Regions from separate parts of the Mus musculus genome. Here regions 2 and 3 are each linked to region 1. Evidence: chromatin contacts called from public HiChIP or PLAC-seq data. All regions are on one chromosome and are shown on one strand. The core of a region is the stretch at or near the end of the contact, and the rest is flanking DNA. Distances in the headings are between cores, read along the strand shown. Region 1 holds the start of Pafah1b3 (platelet-activating factor acetylhydrolase, isoform 1b, subunit 3). Region 2 has its middle 30 kb from the start of Mir7048. Region 3 holds the start of Cnfn (cornifelin).

Region 1 (4,629 bases), core at 584-3,083:
TTCAGTTCTTGCATCCACACAGGGCCGCTCACAGTTGCCTTTGACTCCAGCTTTAGGAGATCTGACACCCGGTTCTGACTTCTGCAGTCACCTGCCTTCAAATGCACATATAATCTTACAAAGATATAAACACACACACACACACACACACACACACACTCAAATTCACACACAACCACACACTCACACACAGCTTTCTTGGGCTGGAATGGTTGAGCACACCTTTATTGCCATCACTAGGGTAGATTTGGCTAGTCTGGTCTACACAATGAGTTCTGGGTAGCCTAAGCTACATAGTAAGACCTCCTATTTAGAAAGAAAAAAATCAAAACCAAAAACTTTCTCAGGCAAAAGTGGGGCTCAAGTAGAAAAAGTTGAGGAAGCCCTGTTCACCATGGTAGAGGCTGGAGGATGGTGAGTTTAAAGTCATCTCATACATGAGACCGTACCTCCAAACAAGCACACAGGAAAGAAGTTCTGTTCTAGAGAAACACAAAGCCTCAGAGTCCCGGGCCTTTCTCAGTCATGTCTGAGTCTCTCTCTCCAACACATGGATGGAGATAGCCAGGATCTGACCATTAATGTAACTAATATCATTCTGCAAGCACTGCACTTGTTTAGTAATAACTTCATGCCAGGTCCAGATTAGGGAAAGAGATTGAGACAGAATGTGAACACAATAAATAAAACTCTTCACTACTTTAGTATCAAGCCAACAAGAAGGAATGGATAGGTTTGAAAGTTCAGTCGCTAGGTGGGGCTGCCAGAAAACAACTAGGCCATTTAGGGGTGAGGGAGACCCTGGGCATCTGAGAAAACACTGCGATTTGGGGTTTAGTTTGAGCCAGGGAAAGAAAGAAGATGATAGAAAGTGGCCTTGGCTACAGACATGGGATTTGGAGTCCAGAGCCACCCACCTGAAGTTGATGATGGAACTTTGTATCTAGAGAGAGGAACAGAGGCCTAGGAGGTGCAAGGTGATCTGCAGGACGGATGCCAAGTTGGACCTGGGCTGGGCCTTGCAGCCATCTCCAATTTCTGATCTTTCTGCACCTCTTTCACATAGATCTGATGGTGCCTCTGAGGCATGAAGATATGCATTTGAGATTTTATACCACTAAAAAACTAATGTTGAAGCTGGGTCTAGTGGCACATACCTATAATACCACCACTCTACAGGCCAGCTTGGTCTACAAAGCAAGTCCAGGACAGCCAGGGAGGGCTCTGTCATACAGAAAAACCCTACCTTAAAAACCCTACCTTAAAAAAGACACACACACACACACACACACACACACACACACACGTATATACATATACATAACAAATAAATAATAAATAACAATAACAAAGCCTTAGTGTTGGGCTTGGCCTGGTGGCACACAGCTTTAATCTTAGCACTCAGGAGTCAGAGGTAGGTAGATCTCTGTGAATTCAAGGCCTGCCTGCTGTTTATAGCAAGTTCCATGAGAGCTAAAGTTACAGAGTGAAATCTCATCTCAAAAGAAAACAGAAAGTTTTAAATAGGGAAGTCCCCTCAAAGCCACTCTGGTGCTGCCTCCACCAGCTTCACTTCTTTTTGTTTTTGTTTTCAAGACGGGAGTTTCTCTGTGTAGCCTTGGCTGTCCTAGAACTCTGTTGACCAGCCTGTCCTCGAACTAGTACATCCACCTGTCTCTGGCTCCCTCCAGTGCTGGGATTAAAGGCGTGTGCCACCACCGCCCAGTTTGGCTAGCTTCCTTTCAAATCCCTACACCAGTAAGAAATGGGAGCGTCCCTTCCCAGGTGTCTAAGAGCCACCCCCTCCGCGGATCTAGGAATGAGCTCGTCCACTCCCTCTCCTATGTGAATGGGTTACACACACACACACACACCCCCGTAGGTGGTCTCTTCCGGAGTTTTCTGGCCCTGCAGCAAATGATTTCCTCCTCGGACGGAGGGCGCTAGATTGTCCCTGGTCCCTGTCGGCTTTACAGGTACCCTGCCCCTTTCCGTCCACTCTGGGTTGTGTCTCTCTTGTCTGCGCCCCCTCTTCCCCTGCCACGAGTGCCGCTTGGTCTCGCCTGCCCCTCCCCCCTGCGTTGGGCCCCCGTGGCCGCAAGGGGTCCCGGCGGGAAGCGGCAGACGAGCCCACTTTGCGGCCTCCATCGGGGGAGGGGAGCGAGGATTCCTTCCTACGTGACGGTTTCTAGTCTGCGAAAGGAGGCGGCGTCTGGGCTCGGCCTTCGCCCTACGCGCGAGCGAGCGCGGCAGGACGGTCCATTGTGTTGGCCCGAGAGGTAGGGGTGGGCGTGGCGGATCCACGTCCTCGCGGAGCTTTCCCGGGCGGACTCCACTCTCATCCCCAGGGGGCTGCGGTGCTGAGGATGAGTGGGGAAGGGGAGAACCCGGCCAGCAAGCCCACGCCTGTGCAAGACGTGCAGGGTGACGGGCGCTGGATGTCTCTGGTGAGTGACCGCGCGTGGTCCCCAGGGTTAGGGGCTTGGGGGGCGTGTATGTCTATAGAACTGCTTCGTGACATCCTCCTCCTCACCTAGGTGGGCAGCCTGGTTTGGGTTGTTTGGGGTTGTTCCGCCTGAGGCAGCGGGGTGGGGCGGGGCCTGGAGCGTGCGTGCCTTTGACTCTTTCTGGCTTTCTCTGCAGCACCATCGGTTTGTAGCGGACAGCAAAGACAAGGAACCCGAAGTAGTCTTTATCGGGGACTCCTTGGTTCAGCTAATGCACCAATGTGAGGTGAGGGTCCACCCGTTTCCTCCTTCCTCATCCAGGCATGCACCCTCACTGGCACTTCAAGCCCAGAACCTGATAAGACAAGATAAGGGGTACAGAAATGCCCGTGGTAGCAGGAATCTAAGAACCCCATGTACATGTCTGCTGAGAATGAAGTGTGTGCCCTGAGTTTGTCGGGTTGGGTTTGTCTCTGTCGAGTTAAATTGAGGCGTTCCTTCAAGATTGTGTCAGGTGAGGGCTTTTCATTGTTTGTTTAAGGTGGGGCACAGCCCCTGTTGGGTTTACTCGAAGTTGTAATAGCTTTACAGAAAGTGAAGGTTGATTGTAATGGTATTCTGCAAAGACTTTATCAGTAATAAAGTCCCTAAGACGTTTAGCTACAATGGCTTTCCCCCCCACCCCACAATGAGGTTCAGTTGTATTGCCATTAGCTCTGTGTATACTTAAAGCAGACAGGATCTTCATAAAATGAACGTAACTTCTGTGAATTTTGGTTAAAGTGAAGCAGTAATAAGTTCCATGATTCCGGATTTGGTCAAGCTGAGATTTAACCGGACCTTGTCCATAAAGTAAGGCTAATCCATAATGATATGTCCATAATGGCCTGGACAGAGGGTGGTGGCTAGTGTCTACGTCATTTCTTGACCCCAGATCTGGCGGGAGCTCTTCTCACCTCTGCATGCACTTAACTTTGGCATTGGTGGTGACAGCACACAGCATGTACTCTGGCGGCTTGAGAACGGGGAGCTGGAGCACATCCGGCCCAAGGTAAGGAGGCCTGGGTGGTGGGCTAGCCGCTTTTTTGCCTGCTTCTTTACTATTGATTTGTGTCACTCTTTCCACAGATTGTGGTGGTCTGGGTGGGCACCAACAACCATAGCCACACAGCAGAACAAGTGACAGGTGGCATCAAAGCCATCGTACAACTGGTGAACAAGCTGCAGCCCCAGGCACGGGTGGTTGTGCTGGTGAGAGCCTTGGAAGAGTGGCAAAGGAAAAGGGGCAGCGGTTGTGGTGGCACATGCCTATAACCCTGGCACTTGAAGGGCTGAGGCAGGAGGATAATTGAGCTAAGGGTTGTTCTGGGCAATATGACAAGACGTTGCCTTTAAATGTTTTTTTTAAAAAAAAAAAAGTGGCAAACCTGCTGTACTTGACACAGTTATGGACACCTTGGCACAGTGGTCTCCCACAAAGTGTCTGGTAAAAAATTTCTACACTTTAAGAGTGGCTATGGGCTAGTGATGGTGGTGCACGCCTTAAATCCCAGTGCTCTAGAGGCAGAGGCAGGCAGGTCTCTGTAGGTTCAAAGCCAGCCTGGTCTATATAGTGAAGACAGCCATGGCTACATAGAGATCTTGTTTACAAACAGTGGCAGGGACCGTTCGCCTGTTGCCCAAGGGAATGCAAGGTAATTTGAATGTTGAAAAAAATCTCAGAAAGTTGCCAGGTGTTCCTGCATTAAATTAAGCTTTATCGCTTCTAGCTAAGACATTTCCACCTCTGAAAGAGCCCACTGGCATTATGTCTTTAATGAGTAACTCTGCAAACAGGCTGCTGCCACCTGCAAGATTCTTAGCATGTCCTCCCTAGTTTCACATCCTTAAACTGTTTTACAGCTGGCAGTTTCCTGGGGGTTGGGGGGTGGTGAAGGTGGACAGTTTGGTCCAGAGATGCTGATCTGACAACTTACTATTGGTGTGCCTCCTCAGGGCCTGCTTCCGAGAGGCCAGCACCCCAACCCACTTCGAGAGAAAAACCGACAGGTAAACGAGCTGGTTCGGGCAGCACTGGCTGGCTACCCCCGAGCCCACTTCTTAGATGCAGACCCTGGGTTTGTGCATTCTGATGGCACCATAAGTCACCATGACATGTATGATTACCTACACCTGAGCCGCC
Region 2 (4,629 bases), core at 648-3,147, 110 kb after region 1:
CATGGTGGCTCACAACCATCTGTAATGGGATCCGATGCCCTCTTCCGGTGTGTCTAAAGAGAGCTACAGTGTACTCATATATATTAAGTAAGTAAGTAAGTAAATAAATAAATAAATAAAATCTTAAAAAAAAAAATACAAGACCAAACCTCAGTGACTCCTCTCTTCTACTTTCCAATGATATTTAATGTTTGAGCCCCAGGCAGTCTCTTCAGCATCTTTCTCTTACTGTTGACTCTTCAATAACCCCTTCCACAGGGAGACAAACAACTAATCCTCACATGAACGCCGGTCATGGCGTTCTCTCTAATTTTAATGCCTTTCTCCTTGTTGTTAGAAGACTTTTCCCTTTTAAAACTCAGCAGGAAAACCTGCTGGGTTGGGGGTGGCGCACGCCTTTAATCCCAACACTCAGGAGGCAGAGGCAGGCGGGAGTTTGAGACCAGCTTGGTCTGCAGAGCTGGTTTCAGGACAGCCAGGGCTACACAAAGAAACTCTGTCTTGAAAAAAACCCAACTGAATCCAAACCAAAAGACCTCAAGGAAATTCTCCAGGTTAGTTTTGCATGCCAGGGGACTCTACTGTTGTGATTGAAGAAAAAACAAGTTACATATGATTTCACGAGGGTCCTGGGAATTGATCAGGCCATGGTGTGTGTGTGGGGGTGGGGTGGGAGGCAAGCTCCCTTATTTGCTCTGACATCTTGCCAACTCTGTGGTTGGGATTTCTGTATGCATTTCTCTCTCTTACTGGATTGTGAATCCTTGACAAAAAGAAGCAGAGGTGGGCTCTCCCAAGTTGTTCTCTGACTACCATACTCTTGCCGCCCAATAAATAAAGAATAATAATGAATATAAAATATAAAATAGACAAACCTTTTGAAAAAGAAATTATCTTCCCACGTCCCCCGAAGGTGTGAAGATGTTCACACCTGCCCGACCCTCCCTTTCCTTTTTGTTGTCTTGTTTTGTTTTGTTTTGTTTTGTTTTGTTTTGTTTTGTTTTGTTTTGAGACAGGGTCTCACCGTGTTGCTTTGGCTGGCCTGGAACAGGCTAAGTAGATCATCAGGCTATCCTTGAACTCATAAAGCTCTGCCTGTCTCTGTTTCCTGAGTGCTGGAACTAACGGTGAGGGCCATGTCCACTCCCACCTCTGTGTTTGAGATGCTCTCATTAAAGTGCCTAGACAGGCTTTGAACTTCCGGTCTCCTTGCCTCAGCCTTCAAGGAAGCTGGGATTACAGGCCTGAGCCACCATGCCCCAGGGTCTCACTATGTAGCTCAGGCTGGCCTTGAATCTCCACCTACTCATTTCTGCCTTCTCAGTGGTAGAGTACAGGCACGTGTCGACTCACACAGCTAAAGTTCATTTTACTATTAAGGAAGGCGGTTGGGGAATTGGCTGGAACTTTGAGCCTGACTGGATGTGAGGAGGAGAAACAGGTCAAGGATGGGGGTCGTTTATCTGAATTAACTTGACTAGGGGGGTGGAGGGGGCAGGAACCCGTGTCTGGGTGTGCTGCATGCACCGATTTGAGATGTTAATTTGGAATTGCTTTCAAGAGGGGCTTTGGGAGGGAGTGCTAAACTGTAGACAAATTTAGGATTGCCGCCGTGGAGATAGCAGATGTGGGGTGGGGGGTGGGGACGGGATGATTCAAGCTTGCACGGAACTGAGAAATCAGGCCTTCTTGGCTGCTGAGAGCGTACTTTTGAATATGATTGCGGTTGTATGCTGCAAAGAAGGGAAGCCAGGTAGGGTTGAAAAGCTCATGTTGGATTTAAGATGTGGGCTGGCCTGGAGCCTGAGAAGGCGCGTGATGGGAGTGGTCTGGCCTGGGCTCCTGAAGGGTCAGGCTGGGCTTGGCCACGGAGTTGTTGGTAATGCATCACTCTGGCCACCAGGGGGCAGCAGCCACATGGACTCCAGAGCGTTGACTGTGATCAGCAAGCCTGGCTGATGTGGTCAGAGACTTAGGGAGCTCCGACGCAGTTGAGGCTACTTGGTAGTTGGATAGCTTTCCCAAGTGAAGGGAGCTGAAAGATGGCAGGGGACTCTTTTCGGACAGTTCCCATTCCTGTCTTAGAGAATCCCCATGGACCATTGGGGATGTAGATAGCTTATTTGACACCATGTCTCAGTAGCCCTGGGGTTGTGTCTTCACTGTCTCTTGGTTTGTTTAAATTGGGGAGGGGGAAGGAGTTGTTTGTTGCTTGTTTGTTTGTTTGTTTGTTTGTTTTGAAACGTTCTCACTGTGTAGCTTTGGCTGGTCTTGGAACTCTCTATGTAGACCAGGCTGGCCTTGAACTCACAGAGATCCAACTGTCTCTGCTTCTCCAATTAAAAGGTTACACCACCACATCTTTCTACATAAATATTAATTAATAGTTACTATTAATCAATATTAATATTATCAGTACAAGGTCTGTCTATGTAGCCCAGGAAAACCTCATATGTTCCATCCCCCTGCCTCAGCCTCCCAGGGATTGTAGGCAAGTCCCACACCCAATTTGTTTGTTTTGTTTTCCTTCCTGTCTTTTTTTTTTTTTAATTAAATGTTTACAAAATTCTATGTGTATGGGTGTTTTGCCTGCATATGTGTGTATCACATTTGGCCTGGTGCCTGCAGAGACCAGAAGAGGTTGCCAGATCCCCTGGAACTGGAGTTACAGATGGTTTTGAGCCACCACATGGGGGGCTGGGAATCAAACCTGGGTCTTCTGGAAGAGCCAGAGCTCTTAGCTGATGAGCTGACTCTCCAGCCCCTCCTTCCTGAATTTTCTTTGATACCATCTCACATAGCCCGAACTGGCCTTGAACTTACTACGTGGTCAAGGTGGTCAAGGATATTTTAAGACAGCCTCTCTCTTTTTAGCGTCCCCCTTCTAGTGCACAGAGAAAGCTCAGGGCCCTGTGAATGCAAACCAAGCGCTTCCCCTGTGGGATTTACTTTATTTATTTGTTTCCTTGAATCTTGTTTTCTCCCATTTATCATTGCATTATTATTTCCAACTATGTGTTTGTGTGTTGTTATATGTACACAATATGTGGGGGTAACTGGAGACCAGAGGAGCTGTTGGACCCCCTGGAGCTAGAATTCCATGGAGTTGTGACCTGCTTGGGGTGGGTGCTGGGGATCGAACTCAGATCCTCTGCAAAGGCAATGCACTTTTTGCAGCATTTCCCTTCAGCCATTTCCCCACATTTTATTTTATTTCCTGGACTAATTTATGATCCTTCTGCTTTAACTTCCTAAGCAGCTTGGATCATAGGCCTGAACCTCCTGCCTCTGCCCACCAAGTGCTGGGATTGCGGTGCCCTCCACCATGTCTGGCAAGTGTTCTTGTTGACTGGGGAACACTCCTCATCTTTCTCCCTCTTGATCATGTCTTATCTCAGGCGTCATCTCTTTCCAGAAGCCTCCAGCACACAGTATGGTTTTTATGCACCCAATGTCACCAAGTTTAAAATTAATGCTTTTTTTTGTTTTTAACTTATGGGGTCTACAAATGCATGGCATGCCTGAGGATATTGGGGGACAGTGTGCAGGTATGGGTTCTCTCCTGCCACCATGCAAATCCTGAGACTCACACTCAGGCTGTCAGTATCTTTACCCACCGAGCCTTCTCACTAGCCCCAAACTCTCCAATTAAAAAAAAATTACTTAATACATGTAACACATAGACAGAAAGAATTATTTAATGTATGGAGAGAGAAAGATAGAGAGTGGAGTAGAGGGATGGAAACTCATAGCCTGGCCTTGAACTCACGTCGAGCAGTCTGCCTCTGCCTTCCCAGTGCTGGGGGTATGCAATGCCACAGAAGACCCTAACTCACTGATTTTAATTTGTTTGAGATAGGTATAGTATGATGTACACACACACACACACACACACACACACACACACACACACACACAGAGAGAGAGAGAGAGAGAGAGAGAGAGAGAGAGAGAGAGAGAGAGAGCAGTGTAACCACCACAGTTGTGATCCAAAACGTTTCCACGAGCCTGGGACTCTCAGCGTCCCATTGCTCTGGGTCCTGTCCCTCCACTCTGGCCTTCTGCAGCAGTTGACCATAGTGCTAGTGCCTAGAAAACGTATGAACATAGCTTGACAGTATGCAATCCTACACACAGCTACCCTCAGGTTTTTGCTTTGTTTGTTTGCTTGCTTGCTTGTTTGTGATAGGGACTTGATATGTAGCCCAGGCTGTCCTCAAATTCACGGCAACCTTGTCTCTGATTTACAAGTGCTGGAATTACAGCTGTGTGCCACTGCATCTGGCTTGTTCTCTTGGACAGAACACTGTAGAACAGGCTGGCCTGGAACCTTAGGTAGTTAAACATGCATACCCACCCTTAAGGTACAAACATACACACACACACACACACACACACACACACACACACACACTCAAACACACACACACACACACCCCAACACTCACACACACATACACACTCACACACACACACACCCCACACACACACATTTGGAGAGGCAGAGTGTGTGTAAAAATAGAAAGGAAGGGCGGGAAGAAGAAAGGAAAGAAAGGCTGCCAGAATGGTTCACCAGGTAAAGGTGCTTGCTGCCAAGTCTGACAGCCTGAGTTCAATTCCTGGCATCTA
Region 3 (4,629 bases), core at 794-3,293, 72 kb before region 1:
CCCACTGCCCTCAGTTATGACTGGTCTTGAGTCATTTACGGTCCATTTTCAGGAGTGGTATGGGGAAGGGGCCATATCTTAAGAGAGCAGGCTTGGATAAGGGCAGAGATGGGGAGAGAAACAGTGATGTGAGACAGAGACCTCAGGATAAGGATACCCAGGCACGGGGTCTGGGAGGAGGGAGACCAAGAGATGAGGACACAAACACACACATGTCAAAATGGGCTTGCAAAGATGAGGAAAGGAAGTGAGGGGTATGACAGCTCATGTTTGCAATCCAAGAACTCAGGTGGCTGAGGCAGGAGGATCACCCTAAGTTTGAGGCCAGCCTAACTACATACAGAGTAAAACCCAGCTTCAAAATAAAAATTAATAATAATAAGATGGGAGGAAGGAAGCTAGTTGGATATGCTGCGGCTGGGCCGAGTGCTTGCCTTGCATAGACAAGGCCCTGGGTTGGATCCCCAGCGCCAGGTTCTGTAGTTCTGTTTGTATGATCTCAGTACTTGGAGATGAAGGCAAAATGTTCAAATTCATCCTCAGTTACACAGTGAGTCAGAGACCAGCCTTGGATACGTGAGAGCCTGTCTCAAAAACAAAACAAAAGCGGGGGTGGGGGGGAATAAAGATGCAAAGATAAGTGGATGGGGACTCAGAGCTGAAGTGGGCAATGCCACCCATGCATGTCGGCATCACCCCAAAAGACAGACACGCGCAAGCAAAATGATGCTCACTACCATAAGTCTGGGGCCACAGCCAGTCAGCCATTTGGGTGGTGCCAGGAGACAGAGTGTTGGATATGTGGAGAAAGCTGTGGTCATAGGCCGTCCAGATCACAGGCTGGCAGGTGATCCATTTGTTGTCCCCTCATACCCACACACTGTGGCATGGTGACACAACCTCTTCTAGAGTTGACACCCCGATTTTCTGGTGCCTCCTATATTTTGGGGGTGACACCCATGGTAGGAACCCCACCCAACTCTAATGCCGCTTCCTTACTGAGTCACCTACAACCCTGTCAGGCCTGTTGAGGGGAAACTTTGGTGAATCAAGTACCCAAGACCCAGTCCCTTAATCCCTGAGGAATTCATTGGGAATTTGGATCTAGCTCTCGAGGAACACACAGCCTAGACTAGGGTCGCCAGAGTCTAGACCCTCTTTTAGATTAAGAGGCCCAGGCTCAGCCCTTCTCCCTCAGACTCATAGGTCTCAACCCCAGCCCTCCTCCCTCAGTTCATGGATCCAGACTCTTCCCTCAGACCCAGGTTCCAGATCCCAGCCTCCTCTCTCAGACTCCAGTATCAGCTTTCCCCCTTCAGACCCAGGAGTCTAGGTCCCATACCTCCTCCCTCAGATTCACATTCCAGACCTCCCCATCTCTGCTCCCATCGCACTCAGGTGTTAACTGGGGCCAGACACAACCCCCAGGTTTCTTGTCAGTCCCCAGCCCCCTCCCTTCCCATTTGAAGCAGAGATGAGGTGCAATATTTACTTTGGTCCTCACATGAATCGCCCCCTAAAACACGTGACTGTCCCCCACTGACCCCATGCCTCCGGGCCTTGAACCGAACACTGGGGAGGAACCCGCTCCCACTCTGTATAACACACCAGGCATCCCTCCCTAACCCCTCACTCTCTCCCTGCCTCTCCAGATCTTGCAGTTTTCTGTCTCTCAACATCTGTGTCTACCTGTCTCCATCCTCTCAATTCCCATCTCCAGTCACTCATCTTCCCTATCTCCCCTGCCCTGGGTCCCTGCTCCCTCTTCCCCAGTCTCCTTCTTCCTGTACATTCTCCATCTCTGACTCTGTTTCTATCTCTTCCCACTCTTGTTTCTACCTCTGCCGCAGGTCTTCAGTCCTGAGAGATGAGACAAGAGGGGAAGTGGGGTGTGGGGAACAGAGAGGAGAGGGAGGATGGAAAATCCAGGGGGAAGGGAAGAGGGTCAGGCAGACCGGCTAGTCTCCCTTGGCATCTCTGTCAGAGCCCCGCCCAGGGCTGTGTGGCCTGGCCCATATAAGCAGCTCCTGGCCTCACACTGAGAACTTAGTGTCTGCTGTCACCAAGAACCTCTATCTCCATCCCCTCACGTGGATCTGCAGGTAGGACCATCTCCTCCCTAAGTCCCTGCTCTCTGGCAGGCACCTCCGCTCGGTTCTCTGCCTATCTGGCTCACAGCTCTGTCTCCCTGACTGCCTCTGACTGACTGCCGCTGACTGGGATCATCTTACTCTTTCTCAACGCTTCACTTCCCCAGTCTCACCTTTCCAACCTGACTGGTACAGAGTTGGATTTAGAAATTCTGGGGCCCAGCACCCAGTCTCAGAGCCTGTTTGGATGGGTCCATCATCAGGCATTTCTCTTCTGTCTCTGAGCCTATAGCCCTCTGTAAAATCAGCTTGTAGAGGTACCATGTTCCACGCTTGTGGCTGTCTCACAGTGTCTCTGCGAGCACCTGGCTCAGAGTTCTTTCCCATCTGTCTCTGCCATTCCTGGCTGCCTTTGCTCTCCCTAGACAAGGATTTGTCTCTCTCCAACTCTGCCTCTGCTCCAAGAAGGGTCCTCTGGGGTCTGTCGGGCAGCTGTTAAAACGATGGGCGAGTAGTTCGCCCACCTAGCCATCCCAGCCAACAGGTTAACTTGGCCTCTTTCTCTTCAGCTCCCTTCCCCCCCTGAGAGTTCGTCTCCCCCAGTGCCCTAGTCCCTTGCCCTCCCCTGCCTAGTATCCAGCATCCCTTGGACAGACTACATTGCTGTTGCCGTAGCCGTCCCCTGCAGCCGTTCACACAGCAGCCACCTCCTCAGGGCCAGCAAGATGCAGTTTGAGATGCACGACCACGTGAAAGGCAAAGGTGGGGTCACTGAATGCACCAGCAACCCTCTAGGTGCCAGGAACCTGGCTGCCTCCCTACCCTGGGCACCCTGGCTTCGAAAACAAATGGCACTTGCTTCTACCCCAGAGGCCCCAGGAAATGTTGGAGCCCAGTCATGGAGGAGGAGGTGGTGGTATGTGTAGCCAAGTCGAGGCTCTGCCCAGCTGTGGTGCCCACTTTCCCTCCTGACTTTGGCTCAACCAGATGTGTAGTTGGCAACAGCAGCAGAGACAGACTAGGGGTGTTGATGACCAAATGTGACAGATAGGAATGGGGAGGAGGTACAGTGATGTTTCCTCTAGTGGGCGGCCAGGTGGCCTGCCCAGACTGCCCGGCAGAAGGAAGGGCGGCAGGGGTGGCGCGGCTCAGAAGGTCCTGCCAGGATGCCTGTTGATCCCCCTTCTCTTACCTCCACAGCCATGTCATATCCAGTGACTAGTCAGCCTCAGTGCGCCAACACCTGCTACCAGACACAGCTCAGCGATTGGCACACGGGCCTCACCGACTGTTGCAACGACATGCCCGTCTGTGAGTGTCCGAGGAAGATGGGGAGGGAGGGAAACTCACGCCACACTCCTGCAGTCTTCACTCTGCCTGGGATCCCATTATCCAACCCTCAGCCTCCTCACGGTGACCCCCACCCACCCCACCCAGAGCCCGATCGCTTTGGGTCTTGGTTTCCTTCTCTATAACTGTTCTCCTGAAGCCCGCATCCCCTCCGTGCCACCGTGCGTGCCCTCCTCGGGGGCAAACACAGCAGGCCCGGGACCTGACCGTTCTGCCCTGTCCAGGTCTGTGCGGCACTTTCGCCCCGCTGTGCCTGGCCTGCCGCATCTCCGATGACTTTGGGGAGTGCTGCTGTGCGCCCTACCTGCCCGGAGGTCTGCACTCTCTGCGCACCGGCATGAGGGAGCGCTACCACATCCAGGTGCGCGCCAATCCCAGACCACAGGGATTGAGACTGGGGACTGCGGGGATTGAGACTGGGGACCGCCACCTGGCACCCCAGAACAAAGCTCCTGACCTTTCTCGATTTCTCTCTTTCCCACCCTCCAGGGCTCCGTCGGGCACGACTGGGCTGCCCTCACCTTTTGCCTGCCCTGCGCCCTCTGTCAGATGGCGCGGGAACTGAAAATCCGAGAGTAAGGACATTCTTGGTCCTTGGTCCTTGGTCTTGCCTGGCCTCCCTGGGAGGCCACTCCTTGGAAAGCCTGTCCCACTGCCCCTGTCCCACCGCCAAAAAAATACACCCACAATAAAAACCTGAAAACCAACCCCACCTATAAGTTTTTATTGTCGCGGGGAAGGACTCTGGGTGCAGTGGGAGGTTTGCTGAGGGGGTGGGATGCATGAAAGGCGGCTAGGTGTATCAGACAAGACGGGTTTAATAGGACTGGCCGTGTAGATTACTTCCTGGCTGCAGATGGCCTATCTGAAGTACTGCCCGCATCCTGAAATGAGCCAACCCAGACAGTCTCCGGATAGATGCCCAAGCCTGCTGCAAACCCTGCACTCTGCATGCTGAGGCAGATAATTTAAAAGAGGCCCAGGCTGCATGGTATGAGGGCAGCCTGGGCAGCATATTGAGACTCTGCCTCAAATAAAACTTTTAAAATATTAAGAAAAAGAGTTAAACTCTTCAAACAATGCTCTCCCCTGCTCAGTCAGTATCTACAGACATAATAAAAGAGAGTTTTACTTTCATGTGTATGGGTATTGTGCCTGAACATACCACAGATGTGCAGTGCCCAAAGGG

What was found. HiChIP or PLAC-seq counts read pairs in DNA pulled down with a chosen protein or histone mark.
Region 2: a contact with region 1 is called in an H3K27ac HiChIP or PLAC-seq map of embryonic stem cells, with 12 read pairs. The contact joins the enhancer-like site here to the promoter of Pafah1b3 in region 1. A contact is called at or near these places in 12 of 39 promoter capture datasets (the C10 cell line, cranial neural crest, embryonic stem cells and 6 more), 1 of 15 datasets of contacts at CTCF or cohesin (embryonic stem cells), 6 of 484 Hi-C or Micro-C datasets (B cells, CD4 T cells, CD8 T cells and 3 more), 11 of 115 datasets of contacts at active chromatin or transcription factors (CD8 T cells, bone marrow-derived macrophages, embryonic stem cells and 3 more) and 3 of 9 other capture datasets (adipose tissue, liver and pancreatic islet).
Region 3: an H3K27ac HiChIP or PLAC-seq map of embryonic stem cells shows a contact between it and region 1, with 6 read pairs. The contact joins the promoter of Cnfn here to the promoter of Pafah1b3 in region 1. A contact is called at or near these places in 22 of 39 promoter capture datasets (the 3T3-L1 cell line, the C10 cell line, the HPC-7 cell line and 16 more), 21 of 484 Hi-C or Micro-C datasets (the C2C12 cell line, CD4 T cells, CD8 T cells and 16 more), 16 of 115 datasets of contacts at active chromatin or transcription factors (the SCID.adh cell line, cardiomyocytes, craniofacial prominence and 10 more) and 4 of 9 other capture datasets (adipose tissue, embryonic stem cells, liver and 1 more).

What each region holds. Positions count from the first base shown.
Region 1 is chr7:25,295,190-25,299,818 of GRCm38.p6, reverse strand. Pafah1b3 (platelet-activating factor acetylhydrolase, isoform 1b, subunit 3) reads left to right here and starts at 1,833. Exons shown (of 5, transcript NM_001357350.1): 1 at 1,833-2,447; 2 at 2,644-2,733; 3 at 3,382-3,498; 4 at 3,576-3,698; 5 at 4,443-4,629. The coding sequence starts at 2,367.
Region 2 is chr7:25,185,134-25,189,762 of GRCm38.p6, reverse strand. No RefSeq gene overlaps it. Among named protein-coding and RNA genes, the nearest start is that of Mir7048, 30 kb to the left of the region's middle. Within about 2 kb of position 1,897, at least 17 of the 459 cell types and tissues checked have an H3K27ac peak or open chromatin away from gene starts, as enhancers often do. A contact at or near this core is called in bone marrow-derived macrophages and embryonic stem cells, where this site is marked.
Region 3 is chr7:25,367,138-25,371,766 of GRCm38.p6, reverse strand. Cnfn (cornifelin) reads left to right here and starts at 2,043. Exons shown (of 4, transcript NM_001081375.1): 1 at 2,043-2,102; 2 at 3,291-3,401; 3 at 3,665-3,801; 4 at 3,930-4,151. The coding sequence starts at 3,293. The coding sequence ends at 4,019.